Regions from separate parts of the Astyanax mexicanus genome. Here region 2 is linked to region 1. Evidence: chromatin contacts called from public Hi-C data. All regions are on one chromosome and are shown on one strand. Each heading gives the region's core, a stretch centred on a gene start, on an enhancer-like site or on the middle of the called end of the contact. The rest is flanking DNA. Distances are from core to core; before and after follow the strand shown. Region 1 holds the start of hoxb5a (homeobox B5a). Region 2 overlaps LOC125784469 (a long non-coding RNA gene).

Evidence for each region. A called contact is a pair of places that touch in the nucleus more often than the background predicts.
Region 2: a Hi-C map of muscle shows a contact between it and region 1, with 11 times the contacts expected there. The contact joins the enhancer-like site here to the promoter of hoxb5a in region 1. A contact is called at or near these places in 2 of 3 Hi-C or Micro-C datasets (both in muscle).

Annotation. Positions count from the first base shown.
Region 1 is chr19:33,335,091-33,342,918 of AstMex3_surface, reverse strand. It overlaps hoxb5a (homeobox B5a), which reads right to left and starts at 5,133. Exons shown (of 2, transcript XM_022668460.2): 1 at 4,086-5,133; 2 at 2,280-3,419. The coding sequence starts at 4,665. The coding sequence ends at 3,172. The region is part of intron 1 of hoxb3a (homeobox B3a); the gene reads right to left. It overlaps hoxb6a (homeobox B6a), which reads right to left. Exons shown (of 2, transcript XM_007232237.4): 2 at 6,180-6,968. The coding sequence ends at 6,712.
Region 2 is chr19:33,525,324-33,533,151 of AstMex3_surface, reverse strand. It overlaps LOC125784469 (a long non-coding RNA gene), which reads left to right. Exons shown (of 4, transcript XR_007427281.1): 2 at 1,256-1,326; 3 at 3,808-3,926. Among protein-coding and RNA genes, the nearest start is that of LOC125784469, 4.2 kb to the left of the region's middle. Within about 2 kb of position 4,666, the one cell type or tissue checked has an H3K27ac peak away from gene starts, as active enhancers do.

The DNA of each region.
Region 1 (7,828 bases), core at 3,884-6,383:
TACAATATATATATACGTATATATATATATATATATATACGTATATATATATATATATATACGTATATATATATATATATATATATATATATATATATATATATATATATATATATATATATATATATACGTATATATATATATATATATAAGTATATATATATATATACGTATATATATATATATATATATATATATATATATATATATATATATATATATGCGCACGGAATATTTCTTATCACTGACAGAACTGCAGAATTGTAAGAGTAAAGTTGGGTATAATTTAAATGTATGTAAAATGTACAAATTTGAGAGGACAATTGTCAAATGCCATAATAACTGGTAATAACTTCAAAATGCAATGTTTGTGCCATTCGCTATTGAGAAAATTGTTTTATAAGGGGCATCCTTTTGCTCATCACTGACTGTTCTTTAATGATGTTCAGTTTGAAAAAAATACACTGAAGCTGAACTTGATTTGACCCGAGATAAAGTTGCACTATTTGCATGGAACATATACAAGATAATTATTCTGCACGTTTCTAAAATGTTTTTTTTAAACATTATATAATTTACAAAAGGTTTATATGCACCTATTTACATATCCAAATATATAAAAAAAATACTTTACATGTTCTAAGAAACAGCTGCCACTGTAATTCAAACGAAAAATGCATGGGCGGGGAAGGAACAAAAGATTTGCTTGTAGAACTAGAGGACTTATATTGTCGTGTGTGTGTGTGTGTGTGTGTGGGTGTGGGTGTGTGTGTGTGTGTGTGGGTGTTTGTGATAGAAAACCGAATTTAAAGGTTATGCTCCTAATTTATGTTTAAGACTAGGTACCAGTATTATAAATACCCTCACTCTTTCTATGTTATCGATGTACAAGTTAATAAACTACATCGTACTTTCATACTAATAACAGCAATACCTTGGTATTGTATATAGTTAGTGGACTCCGTACGTACACCTTTGGAGTTTTGTGGCCTATTACAACACATCAAAACAAATGTTTTGAACACTTAATCTTTAATGAACTTTTAATCAGAGCAGTTGAGTCCAGTGCATTATCGTTTTTGTATTTCAATTGTTTGCGTGTAATGTCCGTCTTTGAAAAAAAAAACAGTCAATTTTACTCGCTAGTAGTACATGATTTTATAGTGCGCCAAATGTTTCCATGAACAAAATTCTGAAAAAACGTATTTGCTATGACTCAACAATAGAGAGACGAAAATGATTGACACCGCTACTAGAGCGGGTCACTTCCTCTATTTCCCACCTCTTCTCAGACCATCTACCAATGTAGGCTTAAACTGAACTTACTGTGAGTACGCACGGTCCACTATCCTTATATCCGCTTCCAAATGGGTAGAACCAGAGAGACAGTGGATCAGACACGGGCAGTGTACTGGCCTACTTGTGCGCTCTTCCCCTTACTACTGACCCTTTAGAATCCCTTCGAAGCAGTTAAACCGTCACTTGTATTCTAGAATGTGAAATATATAGTACATTGTCAACTCCCCAAAACCATAAAACTAACTTTATGGACCCCACGTGACTTTTGAGAGCCAGTAAGGGGTATCTGTCTGAGGCCTGGCCGATTTTTACGATCTAACTTCAAGATAAAACGTTCATCCGTTTGACATGTAAATGTCATAGCTACTTTTGGTATAGTTTAGTCAAAGGCAAAAGCTAAATTGCAAAACGCAAGCAGCTCGGTGCGGCCAGCTGGTTCTCTTTTAGGACGTTCACTCGGGTCTCAAAAGTCGTCTTAGAGGTAACGAAACGGTTGGGCACTCGTGGTAAGTTTAAAAGTTCAGTACTGGTTATCTAAAAGTAGCACTGCATAGTAATAATACAAACGGCAGATCTTGTAAATGTCAAATATGTAGGTAGAATATATATATTTTTTCAGATTTATTCTGTAATGCTAGATGTGTTCGTCTGTTAAGATATTACTCAACAAATCTAAAACAGTTCTGGGATTTGTGTTACAAGTTGTGTTGAGTTGCTTTAATTTACTGTTGAATGTTATTCGTTAAAGTTGAATGACTTAGTATTCCATGCAATATTTAGAACAATACTCTGTAACAAGCCACGGTTTTCATTTTTGACTGCGTATTGCCTTCAGTTCTACGGAGAGTTTTAGGAATATGTTTAGAACAATAATTGATCCGTTATGAAACAAGTTGTTCTGTATTGACACGAGACATCTTTGATACAGACCAACATAATGGCAGATATATCAAACAGAGTAAAACACAGCTCTGGATGTGTTGGATCTGAATATGGGGAACTTTATTTTTTACTCCAAGTTAAGCTACAAACAAATACAAAAAGCTTATTGGCAAATGCTTACAGGCAGTTCAACATGACAATAGCTTTTGTCGCTTTCCATACACGTTTGCCATTAACTCTGCCTACTACAAATAGCCAACTAGTCACAATAAAAATGTTCAGTATGTACAACGTTTTTGAGGGGAACATAAACATGATTCAGTAATATACAATTACATTTTTCGAATATAACTATACACACGTATGACCGGATACAGGAATCGAATGAGAACTATTTACATTATTTCCCCTTTTCAAAAACAAAAAATATATAATCATTGAAGAACTTGAACACATTAAAAAGGTTCGATGAATTTATCCAGACAATGACGTTAAAACATATAGGACCAATGAACACATTTAGGCTTCTGCTGAACTTGCTGCAGTCACCACTAAACTAGAGCTTCACTTCATATTTGGGCAGAGGCTTCTCTAAGCTGTAAACTCAAAGGTATATACGTTTATAGGTAGTAAATAAGTTATAACATTTAAGAGCTCACATGCTAACTCTCAAGAAAGCATTAACATAGCACTTGCACAAACAATATTCATAACAAGGACAACTGGCGGCATTTTAGATTTTTCTACCCCCCCCCCCCCCCCCCCCCCCCCCAAATAATAATCATAGTATTAAAAGAACAGGCTATGCACACTAACTTCCTTTTAATTTTAGCAGTACCACAGTAGAAGATTAAGTTGCTTTAAACATCAAACAACATGCCGAAAGGTGCCGCTTTTACAGTACTCTTTGTAGTGTATTGAAATCTATTTTCTTCTAATTTTCCTGCTGATTTCATTTGCACAACACTTAGAGTAGGGTTTGCGTTACCACTATGGCTGAAAAGCGCTACCTGCGGTAGCCAGGCTCATGCTCTTCAACTTATTGTCCTTTTTCCATTTCATCCGCCGATTTTGGAACCAGATCTTAATCTGTCGTTCTGAGAGGCATAGAGCATGGGCTATCTCTATCCTCCTCCTCCGGGTGAGATACCTATTGAAATGGAACTCTTTTTCCAGCTCTAGCGTCTGATAGCGGGTATAGGCAGTTCGGGCCCTTTTGCCGTCTGGTCCAGTCATATCTGAATGGCATGGATAAAATGCAAAAGTGAATAAAATGTTAGCGAGAATGGAATCAACACAGCAGTTTGCCAACACATTTTTGTGCAGTTTGAAAAAGAACACACAAATACCAATGTCTTCCTGACGATTTATGACTGAATGCGTACAGTGCAGTCACCAAATGGTACAGTGCATATATGCATCACAATCCAACAATCAGTTTGGGTTTCTTGCTTATTAGCAACTATATATATATATATATATATATATATATATATATATATATATATATATATATATATATATATATATATATATACAAACTTCACGAAGTACGTTTAACTTTTTTTGTTTTTCATTTTCCCTCTTTTCTCCATCTCGCCTTTCTCAGTTTTATTGCTTCTCCTCTCCCCCCACATTCCCCACACATTCCATCCATACAGCAGAACTTTTTAAACAATCTACAACTTCTAAGCTTTCATACGTTGCTGCACTCTCTTCTCCTCACATTATTTCTCTCTCACAGTTTTGGCTACTACAGACCTGAAAGATTTATGACACTATCGTGAACATCTAAAATAAAGGCTAATTACGGGACCTCCGTGTAGCTGTAAAGGGCACAGAAACTCGACACAGACAATCATATTTCGATTAAAAACAGAGGCGAAAAGATAATACGGGAGTACCATGACTAATATGTAGTTTCCGCATCCAGGGAAATATCTGTGGTGCTTGGCCATCCGTAGTCGCAGGAGTGGTGGAGGTTGCCGTAGACTCTTGCTTCTGTTGCGTCCGGGGAGCTGTGTTGGCCGCTCTGTGGGAGCTTTCCTCGGTCTCGGATGAAGCACTGGCCTCGTCGATTTCTGTGAAATGTGTGCTGTTGGTAAGGTTACTACCCGCAGCGGAGACGCTTTGGTCGGAGGGGGGCGAAGTGCCTTTGGGTCCCAGGCTTTCGCTGTTGGAGCAGGGCAGCGGTTCCGGAGACGCGAGAGAGCAGCTTGACGGCTGCCGGAATCGCGTCTCCGGCGCTGGAGACTGGAAGCCGCGGGAGTTGTCCCCAACAGCCCCGAAATGGCCCGTGTTGGTTGAACGATTGACGGTTAGGTCCATCCCATTGTAGTTGTAGCCGTAAGAGCCTGAATGCATGGTGCCGGAGTCCCTGTACGAAGCGTTCATAGCGCTGCTGCTAGTTCCATAATTTAGTAACTGATAGTCGGGGCCATTTGGGTAGCGCCCTGAGAACGAGTTTACAAAGTAAGAGCTCATTTAGGTTGTTTTAGAGGGCTTGATTTGTAGATCTTGGTCGTTATAACGCTGTGCTTCACGATTTATGATGTATTAATGAATTATAGCAATGCACTGTACTTCGTTTTTGCTATGTATGCGGCCAAATATGGGGGTGGGGGTGCGTTTGGGAATCACGTGCTTTTGTTGACCAGTCGTAAATTCTCACTGATGACTTCAAGAGGTAATTCATGCTCTATGGTTACAAATGATGACGAGACGGGGAGTCGTTAGGCTGGAGTCAACGTGTGCCTCCCATGGCATGGATATGCTGCATGTGAGCCGACAGCGTCACCTACTGGGGAAATAAATTATAGCACAGGGAAGACATTTTCTCTACACATTTTATTTTCTTTACGTGAAAGTAAAACCTCAGCATCTGGTCAAATACATTGCCTTCTGGGAATGTTAAGGTTAAAAAAACTAAAATTTTCTTAATAAAAAAATCTAAATTGTATTCGTTAATAGATTTTTTATAAACAAAATTTTTAATCAGTGTATTCACCTCCTAAAATGATTTTATCAGTTAAATTAATCAATCAGTTGAATTAAAATAATAATAATAATACTAATACTAATACTAATACTAATAATAATAATAATAATAATAATAATAATAATAATAATAATAATGTACCGTATCTTTAAAATTATATTTTAACGTGATTTCTTATAAACTAGCTAGATATATGTGAATATCCAATGTTTAGTTCATTGTGAATGCATAGAACCTTAGAAGAGTCTCCTACTAAACAAATATGGACTGAGTAGCACACAAGGAATTTAGGGCTGTGATAGATGGCTCAAGCTGATATATGGTTTGTTAACATAAAGGCACAAGTTATTTCATGTATGTACATTATGACATGCAGTGTGCCACATATATATATATAATTAACTGTGGCAGTGTGTAAAATGCAGTCTTTTCAATATTTGAAAAAATCAAAAAATTATATTAGGAATACATTTGAATACGTATTCACAATATTCAGAATTTTTACATTTTACTTTGTTAATGTAGTGTCTAAACCGGATGAGATTTTGCTTGCTCACTTAGGCCTTCACCTGAGAAGACTACTAAGTGGTTCAAGCTTCGAGGCTTTTGTGAGTGCTTGGCGCGGACAGGTCAGCTTTCTCCTTTGGCCATCTATTAAGACCACTGACCTCTTCCTTTCACTTTATAAGGACCATTTTACAATCGAGTTCTTGGTCACTTTGCCTTTCATTGTTTAAAAACGAAACAATTCACTTGACGGGTTGTTTGAGTGCGTGCACCTTGTAATTCACTGTCTGGCTCTAAAGCGGTGAGAACACGTGGCAGTGGGATTTTCTTGAATAATTTTGTCTTTCCCCCGAATAAAGTCCAGATTCAAGTCCATTTCCAGACCACTTCTACACATTTACAATGGACATACTATTACTATAATCGCATAAGCTAAGTGCCTTACAAATTCAGAGTACTAATAAAATAACACTATGTGTTACCAACACATATCGCAGGTGGAATATGCTGTCAGTTTATTTCGTTTTATTTCTTCGGATGAAATGAAAAACAAATGACAACCACGTACAAAAGTCATACTTTCTAGTGTCTTTATATAGTTCTCATCTTCGAACTAGTTTGGGACATGTAGGAAAGCTCATTTTTACCGATATACTATTCATCACAACAGTGTCTAAATGATCATTGCTCTTAGAAATAAAAAAACGTTATTACATACAATGAGAATTCCATTTTATTTTCACATAGCTTAAATATGAACATGAATATAACATTTGAAATAGCTTCATTAAACATGGCCGTCAAGTGTAAGACCAAATAGTAAGTCAAGATATGCTTGCACACAAACACATTAATTAGACATGTAAAAATAATGATGATAAAAACGACAATAAGAGGAATGCTACAACGAATTTACCAACACAACTCCACCGGTGTGCATTTATGTACAAAAGGAAAGTTCGTTTCTGATGATACATGTAAATGTATCTTATTATGCCATTTAGATTTTTCTTGCGTCCACAATTTTATTCTGTCCTCTTCTCCTCTTCTTCCTCCCCACTGGTTTGTGAAGAGTTGATAAGTTTGTTCTCTTTTTTCCATTTCATGCGCCGGTTTTGGAACCAGATCTTGATCTGGCGTTCCGTCAGGCACAATGCGTGCGCGATTTCAATACGGCGCCTCCGGGTCAGATACCTGTTAAAATGAAACTCTTTCTCCAGCTCTAACGTCTGGTAACGGGTGTACGTCTGACGACCTCTCCTACCGGGGTTACCGAAGGTCCCTGTCCGAAAAAAGGGAAGAAAGTGTGAAAAAAGAAAGTCAAACATTAACACGAAAAGCGTGCATATTACAATGACAAATGCATCCGAGAAAAAGGCCTGAAGGCAGAAAGCAGTTTTTCAAAGTTTATGCCTCGGATTTTTTTTTTAAAGCTCTCTGCTTCATAACTTAGGAGACGTTGCTGTAACAACCAGTTGAGGTAGTATAAGTACAAAACTTTAAGCTAGTGAATTTTGACGTTACAACTCAAAGTCGAATCTATATAAATGCCTGGGCTCTACTGCAAGTACCTCTTGCATTAAAAATATTTATCTGATATTGAGGAGGAATACAGCGCCCACTACCAATGAAACTTTTAACTGTTGACATATGGGAAAATGCAGAGCTTTTTAAGGCAGCAAATCAACACATAGAGGTCATATTATCCTTAAAAATTATGGAGCGTTAGGCAGGTCACATGATGATATTCTGTTATGATATTCTGTCTGAATGGGTTAATTTTGCTTTCATGTCATGTTGCCTGGGCTGATTGTTTTCGCACTAAATCTCACTAAATACTCAATAAAACTAGTGCAGTGGTTTGGTTTCAAAATACTTTATCACTTTGTTTTTTGCGATGTGTACAAGAGCACGTGAACAGCTGGACATTGTCAAAAAAACACGATCCATTTTATGACAATAGGCACCCACTAAAACAACAACTGCAGCGGTCTTACATGGCATTGCGCGGTTAATTTTATTATTTGAATATATGTATAGCAACAACCGAAGTAAATTGTTCGCAATCAACAGTGGAATTTATTCGAATATGCCACCATATGATATATAACAGGTGGAATGTGTGATCTCTGCTGTCAATGT
Region 2 (7,828 bases), core at 3,417-5,916, 190 kb before region 1:
GGTATAGAAACACAAACGAAATATAAAAATGTAAAGGAAAATTAGGAAGTACGTTGCCTACGTAACCTTGACGAAAAAAGGGAAAATAATAATGTAACGTTATTTAACGCAAATTATTCAGCTTAAATATGATAAAACTGTTCGAGAAATTCGTGTTAATTTCTAGGTAACTTAGTTAACCTAGTTAGCTAACGCTAACTAGCTAGTTAGCGTTGGTTAGCTTGTTAAAGCTAAGTTAGATGTTAGCTAGCGAGGCTCTTAAACTGACTGGAAAGCTAACGATAACATAAGCTAACTAGCTAGTTAGTGCAAATGATAGAAAAAGAAACGAAATAAAAAAAAGGAAAAAGTATGTAACATTGAGGAAAATTAACTAAAGCAAACTGTTAAGAGTAAAAACGAAAAAAAAAATATCTAATGCTTTCTTGTCAGCAGAGTAACTAGGTAGCTTATTAATAAGCTTAATTTAAAGGCTTCAAAACCAACAGAAAAGCTAGCTAAATAAAGATCTCAGACTCTAACTGAAGGGTATCACTATTTTATATATTTACTCAGCTACGGTTAACTGCTTATGCATTTACATTAAACACTTTAAGGCAGTAGCTGATAAATTACTTTAAAAACTAGCTTTTTACATTTTTACATTAAGAATTAAAATCTAGTCAGGTGTAAACATTTACTGTTTGTGTTTAGTGCTGAACCTATTAGTTATGAGAGACTTTTCTCGCATAACTAGATTACAGAATTATAATTATTACCATCAGTTTCCTGAACCCTGTGGAACTCCACAATATATTACCACTAGTTTCTAAGTTCAGATTAATTAACTGAATAGCTGCATGATTAACTTATGTTTAAAGGGGATACCATGTAGACGCAGTATTTCACTATTTCCTTGCACTTTTCTTTGTTTTCCCTCTGTTTAAAGCCTTCCAAAGTTTTTCTGTCAGCAAGCAATAATCAATCATCAAACTATCTCAGCTTGCAGATTGCAGACAAACTCGTGTATGATGTGTTAAGGCCACCTCTAGCCTACATGCATGTGTGTGTGTGCATGTGTATTTGGCATAAGCATGCTTTTAAAATTACTTGTAGGTGGTGCTCTGTAGTTTTAGTTTAATTATAGGGTGTTATATGGTCTAAAACGTTTAGGAAACACTCTTCTAGTAATTGAATTCTAGCATTGAACTTGCAGAATGCAGAGTTACTAAAAAGACTTCTTATGTTTTTGTGTCCACTTGCACGTTGCCCACAGATTGACATCTGAACGGATGAAGATATTGGATATTACCTGAGACTACTACAAACAGTCGGGGCGTTTTCCAGGTAAAGCATTTGGAATAATCAGTCCTAATTTTTTCTGTTGCTTTTCTTGCATGTGACTTTGTAATCACTCTTTCAGATGTTCCAAATCTTAGGTCTTGCACACTAGGTACTTTTTTGTAGTTCACAATAAAGTAAGCTAACTGTGATGCATCGTATGCTAATAAGGTGTGTTAGGTTAGGGCAAATTCAGAACATTGTAGAGCAAGAGGTTGACTAATACTGTCTTTAGGAACCAGTGTTCTACGTATAGAAATCTCTCAGGCCTCGGCTGCTTTTATTGGTGTTAGAGAAAGTGTGTGTGTTACCACCCGTTGGCTCTCAGGACTAGCTGGTTATATGGTGTGGAACATTTTTGTTCACGACACAGTAAGACCGGCTCCTGCGTGTCTGGTTTAGAGTCAAGGATGTGTGTCCTTCAGCCTGTGTAAATTTGTCTCCTGTTCTGTTTTAAGTGCTCAGCAGTGTCTCACACACACACACACTCCACACTGCTTTACCATGCTGAAAATGTACTGTAATTCTGTTTTGTTATTACAATAACATGGAGGGGACTACAGGTTTGTTTAACCTCGGTCTCTCTTCCTCTCTTCATTATTCGGAAAGACCACCTGCAGAGGTGTGTGTGCATGTGTGTGTGTATATATGCATGTGTGGTTGCTGTTTTCAAGGTAACAGGAGCAAACAAAACTGCTGTTGTGAGTGATAAGCGAAAAGACACACATTCTTTCATCTATAGGCACCAAAACACCATCTCAAACAGACACACATACACACATCGTAGCACCTGAGACACTAAGACAGATATGTATTAGAACAAGAGACAGCAAGATAAATACAGTTAATCTTTTTTCTGCTTCTGCCCCCTTCTCCAGGCTCTCCTTAAAGACTCTCTCAGGGCTTGTATCTGTAAAGAATGCTACATTAGCAGAACTCGTCTAGCCTGTAATAGGTCACAAAAAGCAAACCTCAGTTCATTACTCTTCTGTTTATGAACATCAGCCTGAAAAATACTTATCCTCCTTGAACTTTTTAATTCTGAGCTGTACTGGACAATATGGCCATAAGTTTGTATCGCTGTTCATTTCAGTTGATGCAATATAAATCCGATATCAATATAAACAAAACAAAACAAAAAATAAACAGAAAAGCTGCAAAAAACATCACCAACAGATATCTGCTAAATTTATTTAATATGCCCTGTAATTAATGACAGTCAGTGATGGGTGCCTTAAATAATGTATAATGTATGAAATTTTAGAAAAACAGATCACCTTTATAAAAAAAAAACATTGATTACTGTATGTATTGAGATTTAATAATTTCCTGCTCCTAACAAATAGTAAAATGACAATATTTCTACCTTTTAAATATAACTTGTTTTATTTTTAAATGTGATTTCTCAATACTGATGTTACAATTATTTTGAGATGTGTTTATGTGGAAGTTTAATGTTAATAATTTTTATTTTTTATTTTTTAAGCAAAAAGAGAGAAGTAGGTTGTTCCAGTGGTGTTATTATATAACTGTATGGATATCATCAATTGTGGATATACGTGAGTTTGCATCTGATCAGGATAATTTTTGGATGCACAGGTAAAGGAGTCATATCAGATTAAAGAGGATTTCAGTATCAAAATATATCATGCTAAAATGTTTCAATAACAGTTATATGATTTTAAAAAACACATTTCTGGTCACTGGATAATTTTTACTATAGGGTGCATTACATGAACTAGCACATAAAATTTTGACGGTTTATAAAGGTAAGAGATAGACATCAACTCTGGGCATTCTTGGCAGTTTTTCTCTTTTAAATTGTTAATATTGAGATCAGAATGATAAAGTATTGATCAAGAAATACATTATAAAATATAGTAATTTGAAGATTCATTTATTGTATTCTGTCTAGAGCAGAACAAACACTGCTGGGCATTTGGACTAAAATTGATCTAGTTCCAGTTTCTTCAGTTTATCAGTGTGTGCCAGCATCAACATTGGTGTTGACAGATATGTCCAAGAAAAATGTCGCATTGGCATTGGCCCAAATATTTAAAGTGACGCATCCCTAGTTAAGTTGCTCATCTATATCAGCAGACAGCGAGTACAGATTATTTGTTCATGTCCCTCAAAAATACATGTTTTCCTGAAGAGAACCTCATTAATAAGGCTACTTGAGATCAAATGATGTACAGTATATATTTCCTCACATTCTTCCCCTCCTTTTTCTGCCTTTTTCCATGATGTATGATTTCTAGCTTCTGTATTTTGTGTGCCAATATCAACATGCCAAATCATCAGGTACACAAAACAGCCTCACGACCATGAGTCACGGCTGTGTTGTATAATTACATTGTATGCGGTCCATATGCTGCTGTAGATGTATGAATGCTTCCAAAATAAAATGGTAGCAGATGAATGCGTGTGTACAGCTCTAAAAACATGCCGTCTCTTTCTCTCTCTCTGTCTCTGTACACTCTGCAGATGCGCACAGAGCTTGGTACAGCGCTCTTGATTTGTGAGCTGTCATCCTTGCACCAAGAGGAAGAAGGGAGAGAGGGAGAGAGGGGGGAGGAAGAGAGCAAACGTCTTTTGGGTCAAAGGTTGGTCTCATTTTTTAGCTATTGGTCCAAGAGGTCAGATTAAGGGTGCTTTCACGGGTGTAGGGGACAGTGAGAGCCTTCTGGTGGATGCCATGCTGAAAGATAGGAGGCATCTTTGTGCATTCATTCCAGATTTGGAGATGTGTCCTGCTTGTTCATTCATTTGGATGCTACTATTTAAATGCCTGTTTATTCATTTAGACCTAGTACTGGGTGATGTACTGGTCTTTACATTGAATTGGTAATATTGATTTTTAGGCTAGTAGAAAATTGCAGTGCCTGTCAACTTGTGGGCACTTGTGGGTATACTGTTTGAAAAAGACAGTTCAAAATACAGATTATTTGTTTGGTGTTTAGTGGGTATATTGTCTTAAAATTACAGTTTAAGTTTGTCCAAATGCTAAATTATATAATAGTAGTGCTAATAAATGATGGGCTCATATTAAATATAACCAAATAACATAATTGTCAAATATATAAAAATCACACAGTACTAATACAGGTGCTGCCATCGTGAATAAAGTGAGTCAAGGCATGGTTTGACAGGACCGGGGGACTTGCCACCGGCCTTTAGTTGCTTCCTGTTTTAAAACTAAATATAGCCCCCAGGCCTGTATTGTGTGAGTGTGTGTCCGTCTGTGTCTATGTGTGTTTTCAGAGGGAGCGGACTGTCAAAAGGAAATGGTCTTATAGTGAAGAGGAATGTTCGGGTTAGCAGAATGAGTACAGGGGTTTGACTCTGTGTGTGTGTGTGCGAGTGCGTGTGTATGTGTGTTTTGTATTTGACCGCGTTTTGACCTCCCCTGGGTGCCCCCTTACCTCCCCTTCACCCCATCCTCCCATCCTTCACCTCCGCTGCCTTCTCTTCATCCCTCCTTCCACAGCAGACTGACGGGCAGAGGGCCTCTGACATTCTTCTGTCGAACACACACACACACACACACACACACACACACACACACACAAAGGGCATCTATGACCTCTCAGTAACCCTCCTTAACCTAGCCATGACCCTTGTTGGAATGCTAAATAGCCTTTTAAGCAGAAACAAACAAACAGATGATTGCTTACATGTAATATTTACAATATGTTTTTTATACAATTATTATGCAGTGAAATTCTACTGTAAATAGGTCTTAGTGCTGGCTCACTCTGCTTGAATTGTCCTTCTGGGTGCCTGTCATTAGACTACTTTGAGTGATTTAAGTATTGGTTATAATACGCTTAGGGCTGAACAATATGGCGAATATTAAAATGATATGAATATATATATATTTTGAAATTTAAATTGATGCACTATAATTGCAAAACTTAAGAGTTAATAATATATATTGAAATAATAGAAATCACGTTTACTGAAAAAAAAAAATATATATATATATAGTGTGGAAATACTGTATACGGGTGAAAGTTTTGAGATGCATGTTATTTAAAAAGTATTTTGCTGCTTTTGTTGAAGTAACTGTCACTACACTTAAATGAAGGCCTTCTTATAGATTGTGGAGCATTGCTTTGTGCATTTGGTTGCATTCAGCAGCAAGAGCCCTAATGAGTTTTGTGATGTCACATTAGACCAGCTGAGTGCACCTTAAAGTAGATGCGTATCCTTAAACATTTGGATATGTAGTGTATGTTACTGTGCAGAGTATCTGCCTTTATATAAACACAGTGTGGAATGTCAGAATGTGATGCTTCCTGTCTTTCTGTATTGTTTACTATGAGCAGCATGCAAACAGAGGCGCATACAGAAAATACAGTTTTAACTGTCATGATATATTAATGATGAACATGTCACACAATTGTTCTGCTTTACAGATAGTAGTTCTAACTGGGATCAAATCATCACACTATCCATTAGTGTAAATCAAAATAGTTGTAAAACAAACTATAGAACTGCAATAAAAGTGTCACATTATATACATGTGATAACATATGGTGTGTTAAAAATAGATCCCTTTGGATTATATATGTGTGTTTATATTGTGAAAACCTTTTATCTTTTGATTTTCAACAAGACTATAGTTTGCTTAGTTCTAGTTTAGGTTGGTTTAGTCGTAGAATTATATTAATTCAAGTATATTACAGTTATTTAAATAATTTGAATAAAGGTCAGTTGTATTTCATAGATATGTAGTCGAATGTTAAAGATAAGATGCCATCTACAAAGGGACCATCAAAATGCTGTCAGTGGAAAATACATTTGTTGGATTAAAAATCTTAAAAAGCATTGGATCTGCAATTTTCTGCAGAATTGTATTATTTTTGTTTGAAATATTTCTATAAACAGCATTGCTTTATAACTTAGATAATATGTGTCATCACATTTTCTTCATTTTTACTAGTGCTAGAACGAGAGTCAACCTAATCAGAAGCTGTGCTCCTTGTGTTTCCCCTCAACCACAATAAAAAACATATATGTTCATTACATATTTAACCATGTCAGCATAATCGTTACTTGAACTGATATGTAAATCGTTTGTATCACCAAGGGCAGCTCTTTTGTTGTTGTTGTTGTTGTGTGTTGTATAGCATTGTAAAGTCCAGATGCCCAAGTACAAACATAAACAAAATGGCATTAGATAAGTGTTCCAGTGTCATGTTGTACAGGTTGCAGATGTTAAATATGTGAACATGCATTCCTTCAATAGGATGACCATTGTTTGGAGAGTGATACCTCCCTGTGCCTCCCTGTTCTCTGTACAATAGCAGGAAAGTACAAAAGCAGGGACTGGTGTAGGTATTGGAATTGTATTCACACCCAGATTTGTGTTTATTCAGGTACTTATAAAATATCTTGCTTATGTAAAATCGCATTTAAAGATACAGATGCCTCCCATGTTAGCTGTTGACTGACTAACGAGAAAAATACAATTTCACATAATATTTTCTTATGAGCATTATACATTATTATTTGTAATGAAAGCAAACCGAACATAAACATAGCACAAGCTGACTCTATTTTGTGGGTGTGTTTTAAAAGAGAGAGAGAGAGAGGGGAAGAAAGTGTGTGTGCCTCTGCTTTCCTAGTGATCATTGGCAGAAGTTGGGGAGTGTGTACAGTGAGCTTTCAGTCTGGTATTTGTGGTAGATTTATTAATGGTGTGTAGGCGAGTAGGGAAATTTAACTGTGGCTGCAGTGTGGTTTCGGACACCACAAGGGCACACATGGACACAATGAATAGAAGATACATCATACGTGCACGCAGAAGCAGCACACACGCTTATGTTTGTTTTTATACGTTGTCAGGACATGGGGTCATACCTACTTCCCATATGCATTGGATTCAGCATATCACTGCTATTAAAATTTCAACTTTTACAGTAGGACACGAAAACCTTACTATCATTGAGAGATAATGTAGAAAGGTTTTAATCAAAATCTAAATTTTAGAGCATTTCTATTGAACCATTACCTATGTTATTTTGACACACAAAACTTAGCCATAAAATTAATTTCTACACTCTACTTTTTGTCCATTTTATCAGCTCACTGACCATATACGACCACTTCACCTGGTTCATTTTGTTCACCTTGTTCTTGAATGGTCAAGACCCTCCCCTCCCAAGTACTATTACAGAGCAACTATCATTATAGGGGCGGTGGATACAATTCTCAGCACTAAAGAGACACTGACAAGGTGGTGGTGTATGAGTATGGGTTAGTGTGTGTTGTGCTGGTAAGAGTAGGTCAGGTACAGCAGTGCTGCTGGAGTTTTAGAACATCCCACTGTCTATTCAATTAAACATCTTATCGTATTTTATATTGTATCAAAAGATTCTGGCAGCAGATTTTATCCAGGGAAAAAAAACCTTTTGTCTATAAAAGGGCGACTAGAGGGCAAAAACAATATAAGTTAAAATACATATTGGATTAGTGGTGTCCTGATCACATTTTTTTTGCC